Linked DNA regions of Mus musculus: all the other regions are linked to region 3. A link is a contact called in public HiChIP or PLAC-seq, Micro-C and promoter capture Hi-C data. All regions are on one chromosome and are shown on one strand. Each heading gives the region's core, a stretch centred on a gene start, on an enhancer-like site or on the middle of the called end of the contact. The rest is flanking DNA. Distances are from core to core; before and after follow the strand shown.

Evidence for each region. Promoter capture Hi-C pulls out the DNA fragments that hold promoters and counts their contacts. Hi-C and Micro-C count contacts between places; a contact is called where the count stands out from the background. HiChIP or PLAC-seq counts read pairs in DNA pulled down with a chosen protein or histone mark.
Region 1: a contact with region 3 is called in an H3K27ac HiChIP or PLAC-seq map of extraembryonic endoderm stem cells. The contact joins the enhancer-like site here to the promoter of Odf2l in region 3. A contact is called at or near these places in 8 of 39 promoter capture datasets (the 3T3-L1 cell line, the HPC-7 cell line, embryonic stem cells and 4 more), 13 of 484 Hi-C or Micro-C datasets (the G1E-ER4 cell line, Th1 cells, cerebral cortex and 2 more), 9 of 115 datasets of contacts at active chromatin or transcription factors (astrocytes, embryonic forebrain, embryonic stem cells and 3 more) and 2 of 9 other capture datasets (embryonic stem cells and liver).
Region 2: a Micro-C map of the G1E-ER4 cell line shows a contact between it and region 3. The contact joins the enhancer-like site here to the promoter of Odf2l in region 3. A contact is called at or near these places in 11 of 39 promoter capture datasets (the C10 cell line, the HPC-7 cell line, cranial neural crest and 6 more), 2 of 15 datasets of contacts at CTCF or cohesin (embryonic stem cells and stem cell-derived epiblast-like cells), 47 of 484 Hi-C or Micro-C datasets (the AML12 cell line, the C2C12 cell line, CD4 T cells and 25 more), 9 of 115 datasets of contacts at active chromatin or transcription factors (acute myeloid leukemia, bone marrow-derived macrophages, cardiomyocytes and 4 more) and 5 of 9 other capture datasets (adipose tissue, embryonic stem cells, liver and 2 more).
Region 4: a promoter capture Hi-C map of macrophages shows a contact between it and region 3, with 6 read pairs. The contact joins the promoter of Clca3a1 here to the promoter of Odf2l in region 3. A contact is called at or near these places in 13 of 39 promoter capture datasets (the 3T3-L1 cell line, 3T3-L1-derived adipocytes, the HPC-7 cell line and 8 more), 1 of 15 datasets of contacts at CTCF or cohesin (the NIH/3T3 cell line), 9 of 115 datasets of contacts at active chromatin or transcription factors (astrocytes, cardiomyocytes, embryonic forebrain and 6 more) and 2 of 9 other capture datasets (embryonic stem cells and liver).

The regions. Positions count from the first base shown.
Region 1 is chr3:144,610,560-144,613,512 of GRCm38.p6, reverse strand. No RefSeq gene overlaps it. Among named protein-coding and RNA genes, the nearest start is that of Selenof, 42 kb to the right of the region's middle. Within about 2 kb of position 1,457, at least 46 of the 459 cell types and tissues checked have an H3K27ac peak or open chromatin away from gene starts, as enhancers often do. A contact at or near this core is called in the G1E-ER4 cell line, astrocytes, extraembryonic endoderm stem cells and 2 more, where this site is marked.
Region 2 is chr3:144,807,260-144,809,983 of GRCm38.p6, reverse strand. Clca3a2 (chloride channel accessory 3A2) reads left to right here. Exons shown (of 14, transcript NM_030601.3): 8 at 1,228-1,405; 9 at 2,568-2,668. Among named protein-coding and RNA genes, the nearest start is that of Clca3a2, 11 kb to the left of the region's middle. Within about 2 kb of position 1,418, at least 1 of the 459 cell types and tissues checked has an H3K27ac peak or open chromatin away from gene starts, as enhancers often do. A contact at or near this core is called in the G1E-ER4 cell line, where this site is marked.
Region 3 is chr3:145,117,268-145,120,283 of GRCm38.p6, reverse strand. It overlaps Odf2l (outer dense fiber of sperm tails 2-like), which reads right to left and starts at 1,695. Exons shown (of 17, transcript NM_001162538.1): 1 at 1,502-1,695. It overlaps Gm40163 (a long non-coding RNA gene), which reads left to right and starts at 1,871. Exons shown (of 2, transcript XR_867692.2): 1 at 1,871-1,941.
Region 4 is chr3:144,759,690-144,762,453 of GRCm38.p6, reverse strand. It overlaps Clca3a1 (chloride channel accessory 3A1), which reads left to right and starts at 1,477. Exons shown (of 14, transcript NM_009899.4): 1 at 1,477-1,890. The coding sequence starts at 1,732.

The DNA.
Region 1 (2,953 bases), core at 208-2,707, 510 kb after region 3:
GCTATGGAATGCTTCTCAGGGACTTTATCAGGAACACATGCTCCCGGGCTGGAGAGATGGGTCAGTGGTTAAGAGCACTGACTACTCTTCCAGAGGTCCCGAGTTCAATTCCCAGCAACCACATAGTGGCTCACAACCATCTGTAATGGAATCCAATGCCCTCTTCTGGTGTGTCTGAAGACATCGACAGTGTACTCATATACATAAAACAAATAAATCTTTAAAAAAAAAAAAAGAAGAACACACACTCCTAATGATCAACACTCAGGATGCTGAGACAGGAGGATTACAAGTTCAAGGCCAGAATAGGGTATTTGATGAGATGCCGTCTCAAACAAACAAAAATGGAGCCGAAAGCCAAATCACCCCCACCCCAAAGCATCCCAAGGTCTCTGTGAAGAAAGTGAGTTTTCCTGTCATTTGAGCTCTGACAGTCCCTTCAAGCCACAGACGAATAAAGGCCATAGTAAACTCAGAGTAGATGGCACGTAGCAGAGACCTCTGGAAGGCATGGAGGGGACACAAATGATATAAAATGAAAAGCACTCCCTGGAAAAGTTTGATGGTAAAAGCAATGTCACTTTGTACAAGGAAGTTTGTATGATGCTAATAAGCAGACGAGAGGCTCCAGGGAAACACTCTTTCTAGACTGAAAGCAAATCGTGTCTAACTAACGTTCCTAACTAAGACCTCTGAGCTCAGTCAGGAACATCTATCATTTCGTTATGATGGGACTGAGTGTATACCACACGCCGTGTAAGTGAAGCCCAGTCCATGAAAGGATTAAACGATCAGGGCAATGCTTAAAGTCTTTCAAATAATGGTTTCTTCACACAAGGAGGGTCTTTTCTCTTTGCCAAAGTCCCATCATCACATTCCGTTCGTTCTAGCTGGCTGACCTGACATTGCTGCCCTTTGATTGCTGGTATTTGGACAGATAGGACTTTGAACAGTGAGTTAACCTTTGTGGCAACTGCAGTATCAGTGGGTGGGCCCAGAAGGAGTGTGTTGTGTTTTATAAAAAAGATAAGGAGTGAAGCGATATGTCTGGTGGATGTGTAGTCAGGTGTGGGGGAAGGGGGTGTCTTCATGGGCCCATGCTGGGGTATCCCTTCCCTGTAAGGTACCAGCCACACAACTGACCGTATAGTATAGAATAGAGTCTATTCAGGGCATGGAGAGGGGTGTTGAGAGGGTAGTAGAGACAGAGAAAGGCAGAGAGAGAGCCGAGGAATACAAGCTGGCCATGAGCACGGAGAGAGAGGGAGGAGGGGAAGGGGAGGAGGGGCAGGGGAGGAAGGGAAGGGATGAGAGGACAGAGGGAGAGCAAGAAGGCATGAGAGAGTGGAGGGGGCGAGCAGCCCCTTTTATAGTGAGTCAGGCACACCTACTGTTGCCAGGTAACTGTGGGACAGAGCCTGGACAAAGTGCTAACAGAGTGGACAGTAAGGTCATCAGGAGACTGGGAAAATGGAGCCTAGGTAAACAAGATGCTTCAGCACAGGGGCGGCAGTGGTGCCACAAGTTTACACTGAGTGAAAATGAAGGGTTAGTAATCACCCACAGAAGAAGGGAGGCAAAGCCGCAACAGAAACCAGAGTACAGTTGGGTCAAGCAGTGAAGAGTGGAAAACAGGACTAACAACGCAGTTTTCATTGCATAATTGTGATGCAGACTGGGAAGCCGGCCCACCCTCCCACCGACAAATAGCAAGCATCCCAGACTTAAACATTGCCAGAAAAAAAAAAATAAGCTTTCAGTAATGAACTGTAGCTAAGTTGTAATCCTGGCTCTGGGGCTGATGGGAGCATGTTAACCAAGGCCCTGGGGAATGTCAGAGACGTAAGCTGAAATCATGTTAATTCCTGGGTGTTCCAGAAGCCTCTGTGCATCGACATGATTGTTTGATTTCATGAAACCCTGACTCGTCACTTCTACACAATAAGAAGCAAAGACTGGTCTCAATTTCCTGCCAAGCAGTTTTTAGGTCACCCCTGGCCAGAAACATGTCTGTTTAGGGCTATTTTAATTTGGAAGTGTACTGGTATGTGCCTGATTTATGCTCTTTGAGGAAAAATCAGTATTGTTCGGGATGCGCTGTAGTAGTTAAGACTCAAGGAGCAACGTGGCACTCAGGTCTGGAATGGGGAGACACGGAGAAGGCTGAGTTTTACCCTACCCTCTGTTTTAACTCATCTGGGATTGCTATGACAAAACACCTAACTGAGGCAACCCAGAGAGTGGCGATTCTCAACCTGTGGGTCATGACCCCCGGGGGGGGGTTGCCTAACAGGTATCCTGCATATTAGATACTTAATTAGGATTCAGAACAGTAGCAAAATTACAGTTACAAAGTAGCAAGGCAGTAACTTTATGGTTGGAAGGGGGCCACCGGCATCAGGAAGGCTGAGAAGCACTGTGATAGACATTTACTGGGAGCTTAGAGTTTCAGAGGGTGGATTCATGACCATCACGGCAGGGAGCCCGGCAGCAGACATGCAGGTATGGGGGTGGAGCTGGAGCGGCAGCTGGGTGCTTATGTACTGAGCTTTGAGCTTTTGAAACCTCAGAGCCCACCCCAGTGACACACCTCCTTTAACAAGGCTATACCTTCTTATCCTTTTCAAACATTCCCAGAAACAGTCAACCATAAGAGCCTAAGGGGCCATTCTTATTCAAACCACCCCATCCTCCCTCTGTGTGGCTCTGCTCTTGCCAATCCCTCTCCTCCAGACTCTCGCTCCTGTGTTTGCAGCCATGCTTCTCTATGGCTCTGACCCATGAGCTCTCGCTCATACTGACTTCTGCCTCACTGGCCATCTCTGCCTCCTCCCCCTCCTCCTCTTGCTCATCCTCTTCCTTCTCTTATTCTTCCTCCTTTCCATCTCCTCCTCTTCCTCCTCCTCGTTTGTAAGTACCCTCAGTCTTCCTTTTGGATAAGCCACACCTTCTT
Region 2 (2,724 bases), core at 169-2,668, 310 kb after region 3:
TGATTCACACTATCCCTTAGCTTGCTTCATGGCACCCAGGTCAAAAATCAGATGGGTTTTTAAAACCGGAGGTGCTCACTCTACTGTATATTATCTAAAGGATCTTGTGAAAGTAACTCAATATTGAAAATCTCTTTCCTGAACCCAGATGGCTATAAATAGGGTTTACCACATTTAACTGTAGCAATTATATAAGTAAATGTTCGCAAAGATTTGCTATTTTGAAAGTAATTGTCATACATCTATTCAGTTCTAAAACATGAATAAGATAACCAGCTTTCACTTAATGAAAACATATCAAGACATAAATGTATTACTTTCACAATAACTATAAAGTAGCTATATGTTGGCCATACAGTATATTACTGACTGTGCTAAGTGCTGTGGATGTGTGATCTTGTATCCTTAAACTTTTAGGAGTTAGGTAACATTAGTAAAACCATTCTGCACAAAATGAAGCTGAAAATTGGAATAGTGAGATTTATCCATTATAAGACAATTGCCAAATCTAGGAATGAGAACCGTATCTCTACAGTCTATAAACAATCATTACACTAACAGTCTGAAAGAGGGGTGTGTGTGTTTGTGTGTGTGTGTGTGTGTGTGTGTGTGTGTCTTTGGGAAAATCTCAGGAAAGACTAACATAAATTAGAAAACATAATTTCTTCTCAAGGTACCTAAAACAAAGACTCTTAACTAATATTCTTGGTGGAAGTCAGAAAAATATGCAGACCAATTATAACAAAGTATATCAGCTTCTTCCTTCATGATAAGTCAAAGTTGTTTTGTTTTGGGTAAATCATAAAATTCTTTAATAATAACTAAATAAAATACATGAAAAGTGACATTTCAAATAATTGAATCTTGCTAGTCCAACTGTGGTCATGACTTTGCAAATGCTATCAAGTCGGAAGGAATCTACAACTATCTGAAAGTCTTGAATCTTCATCAAGTGTTTTGTGGGGAGATAATAACAACTATTTACATTCATTTTAATTTTTATTCATTTAGTAGCTACTGTATGCCAGAAATCATTACTGGAGATTTGTTCATCCTCTACTGAGTAGCCAACATGTCTATCTCTGGAGGATTAAAAGTACTGAGAAGTCTAGTGCTTGCCCATTTCCGTGTATCATCAAGTCAGCTAAGAAAGAGAATATTAAAAATATGTGCATTCTTAAGTTTATCAGCAGTGACAGCATGTAATTAGCACCCTGCTTTTCACAGGCAATTACCTCCAGTGACCAGAGCACTTCCGGTTCTGAGATCGTATTGCTGACAGATGGGGAAGATAATGGAATAAGTTCCTGCTTTGAGGCCGTCTCTCGCAGCGGTGCCATCATCCACACCATCGCTCTGGGGCCTTCTGCTGCCCGAGAACTGGAGACTCTGTCAGACATGACAGGTACAACTTCGGAACCTTTGGACAGATGTTCACCAAGTGGGAAGCTTTTCAACACTTCCCTGTTTAAAGTTAATTTTTCTCTCTTCTTTGACCTTCAAGTTCAGTTCTTTCCTTTCTCTGCTTCTTCGCATGTCCCCATCTTAAATTATTCGGTGCCTGCTGCTTTCATTCATCCTTCACCCACTTTTTCTTCATTGCACTAAACAGATGCTCTGTCTCCATGGTTACGCAAATACAAGTAGAAAGTGTCAGCTCAATACCAAAGTACCATTCAATCCCGCAGTAAAGATTTAGACGTCTCATGATAGGTGAGGAGGTGAAAACCTGGAGACACAAATGATTTTCTCAATTAAAACCCTGGTCACCGGATCAGGCCTCCCCGCCAGCCCACTCTGCTCCCACCACCTCAGGAGATCCGAGTATCTTCTCTCCCTAACAGGTTTTCCCATCACACCCTGACCCAGCACTCACACCCTGCTTGGGTTACTTCCAGGATCTTCCAGTTGGCCTTTCTGAAATGCATTACTTTAGTTAGCATGCACTGGTTGGTACATTTCTGGCAGTCATTTGTCTAACTCCTGTCCTTTGTTATCTAGTCTTTCCCATATCTTCATACCCAAAAATCTTCTTTCACTCGCATCATTTATTCTCTGCATTTTGCCCATGACTATTCTGTTATACATTGGCATCCTCTGAAGCAATCTTCAGTCTCACCTTCTATAGAACCACTGGGTACTTAGCCCAATTTCACTATTGCACTTACCTCTGCTGATTGACATAAAATAATGAAATTTCCCTTATGCTTACATTTTCCACTTCTCTTTAACTTACCTATTCTGAATAAGATGTTTTGATTAATATAGGTTTATAGTAAGTTCAGAGATACTCTGAATGTCCATGGTTTAGAAACTCATCTTCTGTGGAGTTTAAACAGAAACGTTAACTCGAGGCTGGTGAGTCAGCTCAGTGAGTGAAAGTTCACAGCCTGAGTTCAACTCCTGAACCAACATGGCGGAAAGAGAGAAGCAACTTCAACAAGCTGTCCACTGACTTACGTGCAGACACAGAATATAATTATTTAATAATAAATGAAACATCAGGTGGACTTTAAACTAAATCTCTGATAGCACATTTGATTTTCCCATTTAAAATTCTCCTTCAGGAGGGCTTCGTTTCTATGCCAACAAACATGTAAGCAGCCTTATCGACGCTTTCAGTAGGATTTCATCTACAAGTGGCAGCGTCTCCCAGCAGGCTCTGCAGGTCAGTACATGGAGAGAATACTTTGAAATATTCCCTCACCTTTGCAGTAAATTCCT
Region 3 (3,016 bases), core at 446-2,945:
ATGTGTTAGGAGTTTTCCACATGGCTCTGGTTTTCAAGGAGTAAAGGGACCACGGAGAGCAGCTGAGGGTTGACACCGTATGACAGGACTGGAGACCAGCATAGAGGTCAGAAAGCCACCGATGACAGAGCAGCCCCCCATCGTAGTGCAGGCCTCAGGACTGAAGAGGCAATGAATACAAACCGAGGCTTGGAATGATTAGGCAAGGGTTTCTAAGGAAAGCCCAGGAGATGTTATTGGAGAAATGCAGTGGATACACAAGGATTGCAAGTGTCACGGAAAGAAACTGAGGACTGGTACAATGAAAGGACAGAAGAGGCCACTGGTTAAAGATCCCAGGATACTGCAGATGTTAGGACCACGGATGACCATCAAGGACAGCAACAGGGGTGGTTTAGAGTCACGGTGACACACTGAGCAAGAAGTAGAATCCCTGGACTCATCTTACTTTATCCCACCTTTAAACTTAGATGCCATCTGGCCCACTCTGCGGGGCAGCTCAGCAATCTTCACGTTTTTTCCACTTTCTCCTTTTTAAAGTAATTATCCTGAATTAACCAACCTACCTTAAATTTACTTACAAGCCTGAGTTGATCAGAACTGATTTTACAGAACAACCTTGAAGACCTATCTGTTCTTTGTAGAAAGTCATTGCTGAAGCAGTCATAAATGGAGAACTACTAAACCAGAGGGTGGGGGTTGGGGGCATCAGTGGCCTGCAACGGATCGTTTCTATACTCATCCTGACTCCCATTTGTCTGTATGGAGTTAACAAAAGTGACGAATAAATGAGGCTATCTGCTCAGATCTTGAGACGCTCGAAAAGCAAAGACTAAAACTATTAATATACACCAGTTGTAGAATTAGCAGAAAACAGCAATAATAATACTTTGCTATTAAAAATTACAAATATGGCCGGTCTCACCATTAATCAAAGGTATGAAGTAAAGCTTACAAACAGGCACGATTTCTACAGTTTGATCCTTTACCTAAACCAGAGGCACTCGTACCCTCAAACATTTGACACCCTTGTAAGCCATGGCGTGACAGAGAAACTTGGTCTTTAGGGTCACCAATAGCAGCCACCGTTAGGTTAAGGTTACTCAACTGACATATTCAGTGCCAGAGACAGGGGACATGACTCGGGGTACGTCAAGAACTGGACTGGCATCGGGTGAGCTCAAGATTAGGAAAACACTATGTCGGAAACACCCCCAAACCCGGACCCTCGCTCTGCAGGGACCCTATCCCCCGCTAACTTCTCCCCGGCGCCCCGAGACCACACCGCGGGAAGCAGGGGCACAATGTCCGCTTTCCTCTGGGTGACAGTGAGGACCTGAGCACCAAACACATACTGTTCAGGAGGGGTGGGCACCACGGGTTTCACTTCCGGGTGCCTAGGGTCACGCGCGGCCCGCCCTCAGAGCCCACCCCAGACTCGCGCCCGCCCGCCCGTCCGCCCGTCGCCCTGACGTCATCCCCCGCCGCCGCCACTACCTACAATGGCCGGAGGCCTCTCTGAGGCCTGCCCGGCCCTGGGTCACTGCAGCAGGCGGAGAGTGCAGAGAGAGTAGGAGGCCAGAGGGAAGGGCAGGGAGCGCGGGGAGAGAAGCTGACGAGTCACCAGAACAGGCAGCGGCGGCCTGAGCGCGTCCACCTTGGAGCTCAACGTTGCTAGTAACCGGCCTGCGGTTTCTGTGGAAACGGACGCCCCGCCCTCATCGGCCCGCTCCGACGCAGCTAATTGGTCGGGAGCTCTAGAGCGCGAGCGCCGTTCCTGCTGTGATTGGAGGGAGTGAGGGGGCGTGGCCGGCGGGGGGTTGTCTCTGCTCTGGTTTCTCTAGTGAGATTTTTCAAAAGCTTTAGCTTTGAGAAAAGGCGTAGCTTTTGTGCGTCGCTGACCGAAAATCTCAACCGCTCTCATCCTAGCAGGGAAGGAAGGTCCGTTCCGAGTCTCTTGACACTGGATCGAAAAATGACTTCCCTGCTTTTGCCCTTTTTTGTAGCTAGGATTTGAAAAAACCCAAGACAGAAAAACCTTTCCAGTGTATGGCATTATCCCCCACAGGAGTTTTTCTTCTTTAAAAACATAGTCAGCAGGTTCTCCAAAATGTCGTTCAAGTCCTCCTAAGTCCTTAGATAAAGCTGCTGTGCTTTCTAAACTGCTGAACCGGCCAAATGAGATCTTGGTAGGACCTAGTAGTGGTTTTTTGTTTGTTTATTTTGTTTTGTTTTGTTTTCCTTATGAGATTTTGGGAGTTTTGTCATTGTTCTTGGAATGTTTTCATGCACCTCCCAGGTGTAGTAGATAGGAGTGAGTTTACGTCCGAGTTTTTGTACAACTGGCTATTATCCATTTATTTGCCTCTATGGGAAACAAACAAACAAACATGTTTTTGCCGCGTGCACCTTGTCCTTCTTATATACTCAAGTGACCTTTCTTAGCACTCAGGGTATACACTGTCTGATGCTCTGAATAAAGTTGGCTATTGCATGCGGCGTTAGTCTGCCTCGTTCCTCCGCTCCACTCCCTCAGGTTCCACCACAGGAAGAGATATAAAAATGAACAGCATATCGAAGCAGCGCATACTTCTAGTAGATAGAGTAAAATGGTAGCTATGGGAAATGTCAGCTAGGAGCTGAACTGTCGGCCCTTCAGTATGGCTAGTACAAGCTCTTCAGAGCCAGATGCTGTGCTTCTTAGGGAGTTTCCATAGGGAGCTGTTCGCCTAGGTGAGGAAAATGAAAATACATGTTTATGAAATATTCTATAAGAAAGTCATAAATAGCAAGTTTGTTTATAATAGCTAAAAATGGCAAGTAGATTGAATGTTTACCAGCAGGAAAATTGATTACATATTCAATACAATGGAATGATATTCCACAGTCAAAAACAACAAGCCACTTCAATATGCACCTTCTGCATAAGTAGCTTGAAGCTCTTCTCTCTGTTGCCTGGGACATTCAATATGGACATGCTGGGTACATGAGCAGCCATGGATAGACTGGTAATAGA
Region 4 (2,764 bases), core at 228-2,727, 360 kb after region 3:
GTGATTGGCTACTTTATTCATTAGGGGATTCATTCACAAGAACAGCACCAGGCGCATCCGCAACAAAGCGGCATCTTTCCCGCTGTCTTGTGTTTGAACGCTTTATCGGTCCAGTCTAACTCATGAGACAAGGCTTTGAGTTCTTTGGAGACAATGCCAGAGTTTTCTCATTTCTGTGCCTGACCACAGAGCACTGGGTGATGCTCCTGAAGCACTCAATTTTTTCACATAAATCGAAAAATACAAGAAAATCAAGGAATAAACATTAATTTGCTGAGGTCTACTTTGTGCCAGAATAGGACAATAACATCTTTTTTTCTTTATCATTTTCTTTGTTTGCTTGCTTGCAACATGGTCTTACTGTGTAAGGCAGTAAGACATGTTTCCCATGGATTAATTCATTTAGCAGTTCCAACATCTCATAACAATTCAGATATTTTACAAAAGACAAAGCTTAAAAAAAAAAAGTCACACAACCCTAACAGAGAAATATGTGACTTTTAAGTGACCAGGACAAGAAGGAGTTGGGCTCACATTCAGCCAGCTTCGAGCGCACTCATGATGACACTGTACAACCGACTCAAGCTATAGAGCACTTTAGTCAATGGAAAAAAACAAAAAAACAAAAAAACAAACAAACAAACAAAAAACTCTCAGGTGAAGAATATTAAGTTCTCAAGTTACAAAAGGATGTGGAATACTCAGTGCCACTCAAAAGCCGAAACAAACTAGGAGCTATCATGGAAGATGACAAAGGAAAGTCCCACGTGATCCAAGGCCGGTTTTGAAGCATTGTGCTTCTAACAGTCCCCTCCCGAGAAGGAACATAAAGTCATAAATCTCTGCCACGCCCACTCCAGCCCTGTTCGTTGTTTGCTTTTTTAACACCAGCCTTTCCATCTGCTCTTTCCTGTGATTTTTTTTTAAATCACTTGCTAACCTCACCCTATAAACAGACCCTGAAAACTTAGAACTGTGGGGCTGTATCTTTATGAAGATGGGGTGGCAGTGATGAAGACGGTCACAATGACAAGTACCCACAGCTATGAGGGTGGCTTCACAAACAATCCAAAAGGATAGCTCACTTCAGGAAATACTTGGTGCCTTAGAAAGAACCATAGATGTGTTTACCTTAGTCCCCACTGACATTTAACCATTAAGTCTCCAGAATGAAAGCAATAAGGACGGTCACGAGGACTTCACCCTACACATAAATGCAAATATTCTGGACTTGATTTGTGGCTGTCCAGTGGCTTAGACTCAAGCAGGGCTCGCCTGAAAGGAGGGCTGGAAATAAAAAGGGCAGGGGGGCGGGGAGGAGATGGGAGGGTGAAAGAAACATGGAGCCAAGGCTCATGTTTAATATTTAGCACAGCATATATATAGGGGTAAACCTCAAAACCCAACCCCAGAATAGCAATGCAGGTAGCAACAGCACAGCAGCCAATCTGATAAGTTTCCATTTCTTGTCCGTTCATGAATTCCACTACACCAAAGTTCATAGCTGCAGCTAAGGCAGCTGTTTCTGTTCAGGCCGATAAGGCCTATCATACAAAGTATGTATATCCTGCCTATCATGGCAAATAGCCAAGGTCTTCTGGGAAGAATGTTCAAGGACTGCTTGTCCAGGACAGGCTGGGGGGGCAGGGATCACATTATTTCAAATTCCCGAGCGAGGCACACACATAAATACCCTTCTGTGCTGCTCCTTCTCACTGGAGCAGTGCGAACATGGTGCCAGGGCTGCAGGTCCTTCTGTTCCTCACCCTGCATCTCCTGCAGAACACAGAGAGCTCCATGGTGCATCTCAACAGCAATGGATACGAGGGTGTGGTCATTGCCATTAACCCCAGTGTGCCGGAGGACGAAAGGCTCATCCCAAGCATAAAGGTAAGAAGGGGTTTTATTGTCAGGTCAATAATTCTGTTGCCTGCGCATCCAAACTCACACACACAGTTACACATTCACACACACAGTTACACACTCACACACACGGTTTTACCCTCCTAAAGGGCACTTTAACCATCTTCATCATGTCTGCAGTATTATCTACAGTCAAGATGGAAATTTGCCTAGCTTTATATTTTTATTATATAATAAAATCTGTGTTTAACCTGTTAATAATTTATTAACTTGGTAAAGTAAGAGACTTCAGAAGAAGAAGAGTTCTCACACTTTATCTTAGTAATGTTGGTTTACAGAGTCTATACAGCAAATGTCCTGCCCACTCCTCCAGCTGCTCCTACGTGCTCAACTTTGGAAAATCCTTACCTATCTTAACTTAAAGGAAAACTGACACATGCTTAAAGCTGATGTGTTCCTAATTGCACTTGTTTAATAAAAATGTTTGCGTCGTGTGTACTTTGTCCATAGGTCCTTGCAACATTTCCATGCAATGCTTAGGAGCAGAAGGCTGGGTTCCTCTAAAAATTGAATGAATTGTTTGTAGGATTGTAGCAAGTAGCAGGCAGAAGCAAACCAGTCTTATTTGTATTTATTATTAGACATTGAGCAATGCCAGAGTGACTCAGTGGGTTATAAATACAGCTGTGTATACATATGTGTAAAATGATAATTGAAGATGAGGTCGTGAGTTTGTTAGGGAAAGGAGGGTTGTGGGAGGAATGGGGGAAGGGTGTAGACACATTCATATATAAAGTTTACCAAAAAAATGTGTGTTTTTTTTTAATAATCTGGTCATTTATTTATATGCTCTACTTGGGTAGTAACTCAAAATAAAACAAAGGCAATTTTAATTAACATA